Linked DNA regions of Hordeum vulgare: region 2 is linked to region 1. A link is a contact called in public Hi-C data. All regions are on one chromosome and are shown on one strand. The core of a region is the stretch at or near the end of the contact, and the rest is flanking DNA. Distances in the headings are between cores, read along the strand shown. Region 1 holds the start of LOC123396129 (putative 1-phosphatidylinositol-3-phosphate 5-kinase FAB1C). Region 2 has its middle 33 kb from the start of LOC123396129.

Evidence for each region. A called contact is a pair of places that touch in the nucleus more often than the background predicts.
Region 2: a Hi-C map of leaf shows a contact between it and region 1, with 2.5 times the contacts expected there. The contact joins the enhancer-like site here to the promoter of LOC123396129 in region 1. A contact is called at or near these places in 3 of 6 Hi-C or Micro-C datasets (leaf and seedling) and 1 of 1 datasets of contacts at active chromatin or transcription factors (embryo).

The regions. Positions count from the first base shown.
Region 1 is chr5H:425,235,043-425,237,742 of MorexV3_pseudomolecules_assembly, forward strand. It overlaps LOC123396129 (putative 1-phosphatidylinositol-3-phosphate 5-kinase FAB1C), which reads right to left and starts at 1,338. Exons shown (of 12, transcript XM_045091179.1): 1 at 844-1,338; 2 at 461-752; 3 at 1-167. The coding sequence starts at 750.
Region 2 is chr5H:425,268,103-425,270,861 of MorexV3_pseudomolecules_assembly, forward strand. No RefSeq gene overlaps it. Among protein-coding and RNA genes, the nearest start is that of LOC123396129, 33 kb to the left of the region's middle. Within about 2 kb of position 1,284, at least 3 of the 3 cell types and tissues checked have open chromatin away from gene starts, as enhancers often do. A contact at or near this core is called in leaf and seedling, where this site is marked.

The sequences.
Region 1 (2,700 bases), core at 88-2,587:
GCCTCGCGGCACAAGTAGGACTCTCTGTGGGGCTTGGGGTCATCGATCTGTATGTTGAGTTACTAACACTAACACTAGAATCTGTATCTGAAAAGTCATTTAAGAAGTAAGTCCCAGGGGCTAAAAATTGGACCCTGGGTTCATGAGCCTCCTCGTCGTCCGCTTGCCTGCATCAACAATCATTCAGAACTCGTCAACAGTGGCCAGAGCTAGACAACCAACCTCTACTCCTCAAGCCATCAGCATCCATCAACATCAACCACTACTTCCAAAGAAAGAGGGGCGATAATTAAAGCCATTCTAAGTAATTGACCAGACATTTTACACTTATTAGCAGGCAACGGAAGTAAATAATAAATGATTTACTAGTTCACTTCCATATCATTTGGAGTACTACTATAGTTTAGTGTTAGGAACCAATTAGTTTTGCACTATAGATAGAGACAGAGATTTTCGTTACCTAATATCGCGGTCTGGAGGAGGGGAGCCCGGCGCCACGTCGCTTTTGCTCCTGGATCTCGCCTCGGGCGCCCGCAGCGGCGTCGTGGGCGGCTCGGCAGGCGACGCCGGGCTGTTTGGCCGCCCGGGCGGGCCGCCGCCATGCCCCACCGATCGGCGGCGTCGCGTCTCTATGCGCGCGAGGGCGTCACCATCGGCGCCGCCCTTGTGCATGTGGCGCTGCGGGTAGTCGGCGACGAGGGATCTGGCCTTCTCCGGTGCGCCCATCGCCGCGAAATCCAGCACGCCCATCCCTACCAGACCACCACGCTACGCTCAAACCAACCGACTAAAAAAAACTGCCAGAAAAATGGAGCAAGAAACAACGGGGCGCGCCGAACCTACGCGACGCGGACGCGCGGAAGATTCCTTCCTCCCAAAGCCACCGTCCACCCCCACCAACGCGCGCGGAACTAACTGGCGTGCCCAGGCCCTGGGGGGCGGGGGCGCTGGGAGATGGAGCCGTGCTCCGGCGAGGACGCGATGGAGCGGGGCTCCGGCGAGGAGGCGGTGGAGCGGGGATTCAGCCAATGCGGGAGCGGCGGGCAGCGGCGAGAGGATCGGGGCCGGAGAAGCGCGGCTTGGCTGCAGATTTGGGAGCTTTGGAGGGGTGGGAACGCGTGCGTTGGCGAGAGCTTGGAGGGGAGGGAGAGGGCAGGGGAAGGCGGGCGGCGGCGGCGAAGCGGCGGTGCTTATTATACGGATATGGAGATTGGGAGGGAGATTTGAGAGTGAATACTAGTAGTAGGAATGTGACACCGTAAAATGGGGACGCTAACGGCGAGGGGAAGCGGCGTGCGCTGTCGAAATCCCGTTTCCTCCTTCCGGTTTCGCCTTGTGGAATTGTGGAGTACGGTGGATATATGGCGGGGGTACCTATTATAGGACGGATGATTATCAATGCAAGGAAATATGCAATAATGCAAGGAAATATGCAATGGATGTCGATGTAATCTTATCTGTGGCACTTAATGATGTCCATCTTTTCTTGATTATTTTTTGCTGATTATTAATAACCTAAAATAATTCACTGTCCACTTTAAAAACAGACCGCGAACGTGCGGAAACTAGGTCTTACCATTGTTTTCGCAGCGCACGAGTGTGAAGTGTATATGCAACACATGTGATGGCATGGTGACGCGTGTGTTCTACACGCGAACACGTGTAAGTGGACGATATTTAAAATAGAATGAAATGAAAAATTATATGTATCATTGTTGATAATGGGCCATTATCAATGGCATATAATGGTAGGATTTAAATATACTTGTATCACTAAGTTTAGTTTTGAAGGAGAAAGCTTGGGAAAGATAATGAAAATATCTCATAAAACAAAATATGCCTTGTAATTCCTGACAAATATGAAGAGAATATTTTTTATAGAAAGGGATGGGGAGACTAGATGTTGATTATTAACCGCAACGAAAATATATCCCTCGGTAAACATACCCTTATCTATTACACTTGTCATTGCATGTTACTAACTACTCCCTCCGTTTATTTATATAAGGTGTATTTTTTAAGTCAAACAAGATCATGTTTGACCAAGTTTGTAGGAGCATATACCAACACCCATAATATAAAGTTCATATCATTTGAACCATCATGACAAGTAATTTCATATTTTATCTATTCGGTATTGCATATATCGTTAGTTTATTTTATAATCTTGGCCAAACATTTAAATGGTTGACTTGCACGAAAAATAGTACACCTTATATTCTGAAACGAACAGAGTACATAATTGTAAAAGCATGCCTGGTCTAAGGAAAGTGAAATGCATTGATTCTTTTTATCTATGTCTTAATAATGGGACATAATTAATGGCGGACTATGTAGATCTTTGATGTAGGGTACTTTATTTGCTTATATATTTGTTATCAATGCACTGGACGCACATACCCTCAAAAAATGCACTCGATGCACATAGTCGAGGAAGTATACATAATATAATATAATGATATTTTAATATTATGTGATAACATTAAATACTCATTCAGTGCGAAGTTGCATACTTTTTCTCTAAAGGAGCGCAATATTTGAGATGCTACATTGGTCGTTGTTTAAAAAATATATACTAGTTAAAAGATGTTTAAATTCAAAAAAAATATGAAGATTCTAATGGTACGGTGTTTTCCTAGCATGTTAATTAGTTGTCAAATATAAAGAAGATTTGGTCATAGTTTAATGTAAAAATCGTAC
Region 2 (2,759 bases), core at 34-2,533, 33 kb after region 1:
CACACTAGACGACGTCACCGCCTATTCTGCCTGATCTTTGCCGCTATGGCATGGACCGTGTGGAAGACTCGCAATAAGATGGTGATGGAACAGATCTTCGTGAGGCAGTCGGCTAACTCCTTCAAATTTCTTGCTTTTATGCAGCATTGGCACCCCCTCTCTAGGCAGCGAGGCCGGGACCGTGTGGATGGCATGATGGATGCGCTTCACGCTACGGCGTGTCGTCTTGAATTCCGATAGGGCTGACGTTCTCTTGTCACTAGGTGACTTTTTTTATTTCTTTTATTTTCTTTGGGCTAGAATGTCCCGTTGTCCCGGCTGCTATGTGTGGTTGAACTTGTATGTGAATTGTATGGACCGTTATTTGAACCGTTGCTTTATAAAACGGGACAAAGGTCTATTTGAAAAAGAAATTGCATGGATGAGCCTACCATTTCGACAATTTTATTGTTTTTTCAATCTTAGATGCTCCGTCCGTCTCAGTTTACAAGTCCAACACATGTATTTAGGTCGTCAATTTGACCAACTTAATGAAAGGCACATATAACAAAAAAACATATCATTATAAACTTTAGATGTTTTTTTAATGATATAATTTTTATGTTAAACAATATATTTTGTATAAATTAAATTAACGATCTAGATACACGTGCATGTCTTATAAACTATGATAGAGCGAGTACAATTTGCCGCAATACTAGCTGTTAATCAATGGTGGTGCCAGTAATTCAAGCACGTGATGCCACTTTAAACTTGTGATGTCAAATGCTCCATGTGTACAGTATTTACGAATTTTATTTTACCTTTTGCTTAGCTTTAATTTGCATTTAAGCGTTTTGCACACAGCTCGAGTGTGTCTTCGCCGATGCTGTTAATTGCAGGGATGGCCTCATGTGACTTTTGGTTTTATATTGAGCTCTCCTGTTCACGTTCGTTCTTTTAATAAACTCAGTTGCCTGTGAAGAAAATGCAAACACGTGCAAAGATGGGTCAGCACCAGCTTTCCATCGTCTAGTCTACTACTCAGTTTTCGTCACCAAAGAATCGCCTATACGGATCATTTTCGCCACAGATAAAGGATCACGAAGAAAACAACCGGTCTCTCGCTCGATGGACGCCGCAGACAGTGACACCTCATTCTCAGGGGCAAAGCGTGCATTCCACGCAGGGCAGGTTAGACAGAAGAAGAAGAAAATGGGAAGGAAGGCATCGTGATGGTGGCGTAGTCCGAGATTATTACTTGGTCGAACGAGGCGCGCATCCACGGACGAAACCCCCGAGGCCTCCCGTCCCGTGAACCCGAGATCCGATGAGCGGGTGCACGCGGATCAGCGGGCCGGATCACATGACGGACGCGCTCGCGCTCGTGCCTCCGTCCTTCGACGCGTTCGTGACTTGCTCTCGGCCGAGTCGTGTACCCCTGGTTTCCTGCGTCCATCGGTGCTCACAGCCACAGGTATCGTGCGAGCCAACCGGAGCCTTTTGACGTGGAGGGATAATAACCTGCAGGAAAAGAGCCGGGTTTAGGTCAGGTGACGGGCGCGTCGCACCGATCGAAAGCTTCGCTTCTCATCCCCGTGACCGCAGGTGGACGCCCGTAGCATTGATGGCGCCGTCGCCGTTAAGCGTGACGACGTCCCGCCGGGAGAAATGGGCGGAATGTTTCGTGTGCCTTTTCGTGCAGGTCAATGGCGTGCCGTTTTCGCCGGTAGACTCTTGCGTGATCCGCTCAGCTCGCCCGCCATCCGTGTCCGGCCTCGGCGCCCGTCCCGTGAGGATTTGTTGCCTCTATCTTTGCCTTTGCGTGGTGACCAGTCAAGTGCACCCAGCCCCGTACCCGTGTAAGAGTGCAAGTGCGATTCTGGATCGGTCGATCCCTGTGATCTCGGACAATCTTTCTCGGGACGTGCGGTGACCGCATTTATCATAGCCGGCTCACGTTGTCGGCGGCGAGGTAATTAAGCCCGCATTTATGCAGCGTGGGCATGGCATCCCCGGGAAAGTTCATTGGGCACGTGGACAAATTTTATGTTTTAACGTTTTATATACTCCCTCCGTACCGGAATATAAGTCGCTGGAGTAGCTTATATTCCAATACAGAGGGTGTACTACCAAAATGTAGAATTAATTTTTTTAATTTTTTTTATCTGTTTTGGTCATGCCAATATTCCTCGCGTCTTGATTGCAGGAAGACGTTATGGCCCTTGCTGGATGCTGGCGTCTAGTCCGTGTCTCGCACAATCGGATGACCCGTTAACATACTAATGTGGCAAACGACCAGACGCCAATGATCCTAACGTCTGGTCCTGGTAATGACCAAACGTCAAGAATCTTCATGTTTGGATGACGTAATTTATATTATTAAAAAAATTGTTTGTGTGATATGCTTGGGCCAAACCCGTTGACAAGGTTATGCGAGTTGTGCGACGACACATGACCCCCAAAATTGACAAAACTGCTTCGGTTCATCGATTGAGGAGTGTGTTGCCTCCGTTGCGTGGTTTACGACCGAGAGAAATCTTCTTTTTTAGACAACTTCACGAAGCTTTATTAGTGCACCAAGTTTACACGTATAAACAAGAGATCAACACGGGTGCCTAACCAGAAATGGCGGTCAACCCCTAGTAGTCAATGAGCTCCGAGACCAGCTCTCATGGGTTGACTGTGACGGAAGTGATCGGGCGCTTTGGTCCTGTCCTTGGAAGCGAGTTAGATTTCTAGATTTTGGTAGAGCTGCCCGTTCCAATTTTATTGATCAT